Linked DNA regions of Macaca mulatta: region 2 is linked to region 1. A link is a contact called in public Hi-C data. All regions are on one chromosome and are shown on one strand. The core of a region is the stretch at or near the end of the contact, and the rest is flanking DNA. Distances in the headings are between cores, read along the strand shown.

The links. Hi-C and Micro-C count contacts between places; a contact is called where the count stands out from the background.
Region 2: a contact with region 1 is called in a Hi-C map of liver, with 6 times the contacts expected there. The contact joins the promoter of ALKBH2 here to the promoter of USP30 in region 1. A contact is called at or near these places in 2 of 14 Hi-C or Micro-C datasets (CD4 T cells and liver).

What each region holds. Positions count from the first base shown.
Region 1 is chr11:116,185,762-116,188,702 of T2T-MMU8v2.0, reverse strand. It overlaps USP30 (ubiquitin specific peptidase 30), which reads right to left and starts at 1,686. Exons shown (of 13, transcript NM_001257829.1): 1 at 1,521-1,686. The coding sequence starts at 1,603. It overlaps LOC144333031 (a long non-coding RNA gene), which reads left to right and starts at 332. Exons shown (of 2, transcript XR_013401337.1): 1 at 332-610; 2 at 1,544-1,709.
Region 2 is chr11:116,225,892-116,228,735 of T2T-MMU8v2.0, reverse strand. ALKBH2 (alkB homolog 2, alpha-ketoglutarate dependent dioxygenase) reads left to right here and starts at 1,365. Exons shown (of 4, transcript NM_001194765.3): 1 at 1,365-1,437; 2 at 1,869-2,291. The coding sequence starts at 2,012.

The DNA.
Region 1 (2,941 bases), core at 437-2,936:
GCCTGCCTCAGCCTCCCAAAGTGCTGGGATTACAGGTGTAAGCCACCATGCCCAGCCGGTGAAAGCTATTCTTGAAGTTTCCTAATGCATCACTGTGCTTTTACACAATACATGAGTTCACAAAAGTGCTTGGAAAGGTTACAAAGGACTGTCATGGAAGTGCTAAAGCACTTTACCAGTGCTTAAAATCCCCCAGTCAAACACTATAATATTTAAGGGTGCATACTCTATGCCAGGCACTGTGACAGTCTTACCTCATTTTTTAAACAATCCCACAGAAGCAGATTATACCATCACTTTCATTTTTATAACTGAGGAAACTAAGAGACCAACTTGGTCACAGTGAGTGAACGAACATGGCTCTGAATCATGCGTGTCTGTCTCCCAAGTCTGTGCTTAAAACCACAAAGTTCAAGACAGAAACTGAAGGAAACAGTGTCAAGGGGATGGGAGAGAGGACTTGTCCATGACTTTAGCAGCATAAGGAAAAAATACCCAGGGACAACTGGCGACTTTGGAAACTCCATTCCTCTGCAAAATGACATCACGAGAAGAGTGGTGGGGCCTGGGGGTGAAGAGATCTGGCTTCTCCTCCCAACTCTGCTATGAGGTCAGCTATGGGGCCACACTTCCCACCTACGGAATGGGGGCACTGTACAGGATAGGTATCGAGGCCTTTTAGCCCTGGAATAATAAGCTCTTTAAACCTGCTCCAGTTCCAGAGGAAGCCGACCTGAGCAACAGGTCTCAGTTATTTGGGGTCAGCAGTGGGGGAGGGGGTACTCAGTTCTGAAGCCTGGAGCCCTTGGGAGGGTGAATAAGGAAATGGGGGCCCTGACAGGATTGGGAACCCAGGCAATCGAGGAGTCCTAACAAGAACGGAAGGATTTAACAGGAACAAGCAGCCTTAACAGGTTAAAGAAGCACTGACCAATTTAGAGACCCTTGCAAAACAAGGGCCTTTACTCACACTAATAACATCAGGGACTCAGACAGAAGTGGGGATCCATATTAGACTAGAGGGCGGGCTAACAGGAATAGGGGGCGGTACTAACAAAACGCGGGGCTTGCAGGCCCGGGGCACTTACAGGACTGGAAGAACCACGCCAAGATTGGGGAACCCCTGGCAGATATGATTGGTGGACCCAGAAGGATTGGGGGTATACTAGAAAGATTGAGGGGTCTTGGCAGGCCTAGGAGGCACTGAAAGAACTGAGGGCACTGACAGAATTAGGGGCCCTGACAAGACTGGAGGGCCCTGGATGTCCTGGGAACAATGACAGGAGGGGGAGGGACAGACGGACCCGGGGAGTGCAGACAGAATTGTTGTTGCCGAAGGACTGGAGCCCGTCAGTCCTCCCACCTACAGGCCCAGGCCTCCAACCCTAAAGGACGCAGAAGCTCCCGGAATGCCCGCGCGGGCCCTGGAGACCCCAACTAGGGCATGAAAAAGCCGTCACGGGCCCAAGCTGGGGACCCTGTCCCGGCCTCTTCGGCCGCCCCGCCCCCCAAAATCTCACCTGACGGCCGCCCCGGTCCTCAGGAAGCGCTGGATGGCCCTGTCGGCCGCGGTCATCGCCGCCTCGGCCCGTGAGCTCAGCATTGCAGCCGCACCGGAGGCCTGAAGCCACCTCCGCCGCTACTGCCGCCCCCGCCGCCGCCTGACCGAGGGCTACGAAGGTTCCCGAGACAGCGGAACCTACGGCCGCAGGCCCAGTACCTCGGGGGAAGGTAGACCGCAGGACAGGGCCCGGGGGACCGGAAGTAGCTGCCTCCGGAGAGCAATAGCTGACGGACCACGTCCTTTCTTTCTTTTCCCTTAGCAACAGACCTCAGCGTCGGTTGCTAAGCGAGGCTCAGCTGCCTGGGGTGCTTGGTTTTCAGATTTGCTTAGGCTCCATTGATAAATACAGATGGCACACTTCTAGGATGGACCCTGGGTCATGATTTGAATTTTTCGGTGTGGAGAAGGAGGCCAACGGCCGAAAGTCGGGTCAGGCCTTTGCTATAATTAGTTATTATTGTGGCCAGAGTGGAAATAGGTCGCAGAGGAAGGAACTTTAATGAGCATGAGGCCCATCTCTGACGATATCAGTAGAGAAATCAACGTCTTTAATAATAATAGCTAACAAACTTATTGTTTATTTAGGTGCCAGGTATAGAGCTAAGTATGTCACATTATTTACGTTTAATATTCACACCAACTCTAACATTACCCACATTTTACATCCCAGGGAACCCAAGAAATTCGAAGAAATAGTAAGTTTTTTGACACAACTTGTAAGTGGTGAAACAGAGATTGGCAGTTCAGTGCGTGTATCCCCAGAATAGCACTCTCCAACAGAAGTATACAGGAGCCACATAGGTAATTTTACATTTTCTAGTAGCCGCATTAAAGTAAAAAGCAAGAGGTAGGCCAGACGCCGTGGCCCACGCCTGTAATCCCAACACTTTGGGAGAATGAGGCTGGTGGATCACCTGAGGTCAGGAGTTCGAGACCAGCTTGGCCAAAGTGGTGAAACCCTGTCTCTACTAAAAATACAAAAACTAACCGGGTGTGGTGGCAGGTGCCTGTAATTCCAGCTACTCAGGAGGCTGAGGCAGGAGAATTGCTTGAACCCTGGAGATGGAGGTTGCACTGAGCCAAGATCATCCCACTACACTCCAGTCTGGGTGACAGAGTGAGATTCCATCTCAAAAAAAAAAAAAAAAAAAGCAAGAAGTAAACTTAATTTTAACCGTATATTTTCCTTGACCCAATATGTTCAAAATATTGGGGCAGGTTCAGTGGCTTATGCCTATAATCCCAGCACTTTGGGAGGCCAGGTGAGAGGATGGCTTCAGGCCCAGAGTCCAAGACCACCTGGGCAACATAGCAAGAATCCATGGCTACCAAAAACAAAGAAAAGAAAAACAAAAAATGTTGTCATTTCTATGTGAA
Region 2 (2,844 bases), core at 116-2,615, 40 kb before region 1:
TCGCGAGGGGCCTGAGTGTGCTAGCTCAGGTCTCTCTTCCTCCTTTTATAAAGCCACCAATCCCACTCCCATGGTAACCCATTAGTCCATTAACCTGTGAGTCCATTAATCTAGTCATTCATTTATGAGGACAGAGCTCTCATGTCCCAATGGCGTCTTCAAGGCCCCACCTCTCAATACTGCCACATTGGGGATTAAATCTCAACACGGCTTTTGGAGGGACAGATATTCAAACCATGGCAAGTCCATGTATATGAAATTCTGGAAAAGGCAAAACTACAGGGAGAGAAGACGGATCAGTGGTTGCTGAGGCTGGGTGATGCGGCAAGTTGATCAATAAGAGGCTGGAGCAGTTTTATGGAGGGATGGAACTGTCCTAGATCTTGACTGTGGTGGTGATCATACAATATTGTACATCTGTTGAAATCTGTCAAAACAAAGCCTCCGATCTCATGGAGCTTTCGTTCCATTGAGGGGAGACAGAGAGTAAATAAAATTTGGAGCCGGTTGTGGTGGCTCATGCCCATAATCCCAACAATCTGGCAGGCCCAGGTGGGAGGATCACTTGAGCCCAGGAGTTTGAGACCAGCCTGGGCAACATAGCAAGACCCCATCTCTACTAAAAATCATTAAAAAAAAAAAATTAGCTGGGTGGGGTGGGATGTGCCTGTAGTCCCAGCTACTCCAGAGGCTGAGACGGGAGGATCGCTCGAACCCAGGAGTTCAAGGCTGCAGTGAGCTATGATCATGCCATTGCATTCCAGCTTGGGCAACAGAGTGAGATCCTGTCTCAAAAAAACAAAACAAACAAGAACAATATCAAAAAGCAAAAAAACAGAAAAACGAGCAATAATGGAACCAACATTTATTTAAAGGACAGGGCATTTCTCATGCATCCCGTCATCTCCTCAGGCGTGCTCATGACATAGGTGCTGTAGTCCCCACTTCACAGATGAGGCAGCTTAACCCGAGAGAGGTTAAGTGATCTGTGGAAGGCCATACAGCCAGGGCGGAGGAGACAGAAACAGAAGCCACGATATTCGACTACAGAACTTCTGCTCCCACTCGCGACAATATACTGGTGGCCCAACGCCCTTTCCGGACACCAAAGTAACCCCCAGTGAGAAGTAACACCAAGCCACACTTCTCACCCCAGCCGTGATCCTCAACAGTGGCCCAACAGATGATCAACTGGAAAGCGGTAGTGCTTGCCACGCACGGGGAGGGCCGACAGGTGGCACCAGAGGGCCGCCCGGCTGCTCGCTTTGCGCCCTTGCCGGCAGTAGTTCCCAGCGTGCTCCGGAAGTGACGCGACTGATTCGCGGGGGCGCGTCTTTCCCACCCCCAGGGCCCCCGGGCTGCCTGCGGGATTCAGAGTAGCGCTGGAGCTGAGATTCTGGAGCATTCTTGCCACCCCCACCCTACGCATGTGTTGCAGTGAGAACAAGAATTTGGCGTGCGGTTTACCCGTGTTTAACCTCTTTGCGTCTCGTTTCTGAATCGTATCCACTTGAGCATCACTAGACTGATCTATTTTAACAGTGGTGGGGGGCAGCGAGGTCAGTTACGGGTCCCTCCTCCTTAAAGGGGTGGACAGTTGACTTTGGGCAAACCCCTTCCCCTCTGTGGGCAACAATTTCCCCTTCTGCAAAATGAGGGTTTGGGTTGTAGTTTCTAAGTTTAGCTGTGGCATGCGAATTCCCAGGAGGTAGTTCTTTAAAAATTCAGGTGCTCGGGCGTGGAGTGCAGACCTCTGGGTTTTTGCAGGCTAGCCAGCTGATTTTGATGCACAGGTGGACGTGGGAGACCCTGGATCAGATTGTCCCTAGGGTCCCTTCCGGCTTTAACATCTTCTGCTTCATTTTTAGGACGTGGTTTTAAACTTGAAAATGTGAAACTAGAAATGTTGCTGTGAGACCCCCTGGACAAACAGATTTTTACACCGGGGACAGAACTTGAGCAGTCTGTCTTGGCCTCGCCACTGACGTCCCTTTTTTCCTGTGGGGACGGGATGGACAGATTCCTGGTGAAAGGGGTTCAAGGGGGCCTTTTGAGGAAGCGGGAGAAGCAAGAGCCGACTGGAGAAGAGCCAGCTGTGTTGGGAGGAGACAAAGAAAGCACAAGGAAGAGGCCCAGGAGAGAGGCCCCGGGGAATGGAGGACACTCAGCAGGCCCCAGCTGGCGGCACATTCGGGCAGAGGGCCTGGACTGCAGTTACACGGTCCTCTTTGCTAAAGCTGAGGCAGATGAGATTTTCCAAGAGTTGGAGAAAGAAGTAGAGTATTTTACAGGTAAGCGGGGGAGGGGGGTGGGTGTGTGTGTGTGTGTGTGTGTGTGTGTGTGTGCGCGCGCGCACTGAGGACTTGTTTGGTGCAGTTAATGATCTTACGTTTGGAGAAATCTGAACTCAGGATCCATTATTTACTGATGGGTTCGCTAATGGATTCATCCAATATTCTCTGAGCACCTCTAGGCTAAGCCCCTTAGGTGCGTAGGACATAAACTTGAAAAAAAAAACTGGATTGCTTGTCCACTAGAAGCTGACAGATGACTTGAGTAAATCTCCACTTGGCTACTGATGAGCATCTTCTGGGAAACTTTACAAAACAAAGTAAATAAACGTGCTGGGTTCCACTGCAGAGCACTTCAGTCAGAATCGCTCCGAGGACAGGCTGACCACTTGTGTGTTTAAAAAGCTTCCAGGTGATTCTCATGGGCAGAAAGAGTTTGAGAATCACTGGTCTTATAGGAGAGATGGCAAATAACCAGGTAATTTCTCCACATCAGTGGTTCTCAGAGTTACCCGGTGGACTTGCTGTTGGCAGGGCTTGGATTGCTGAGCCC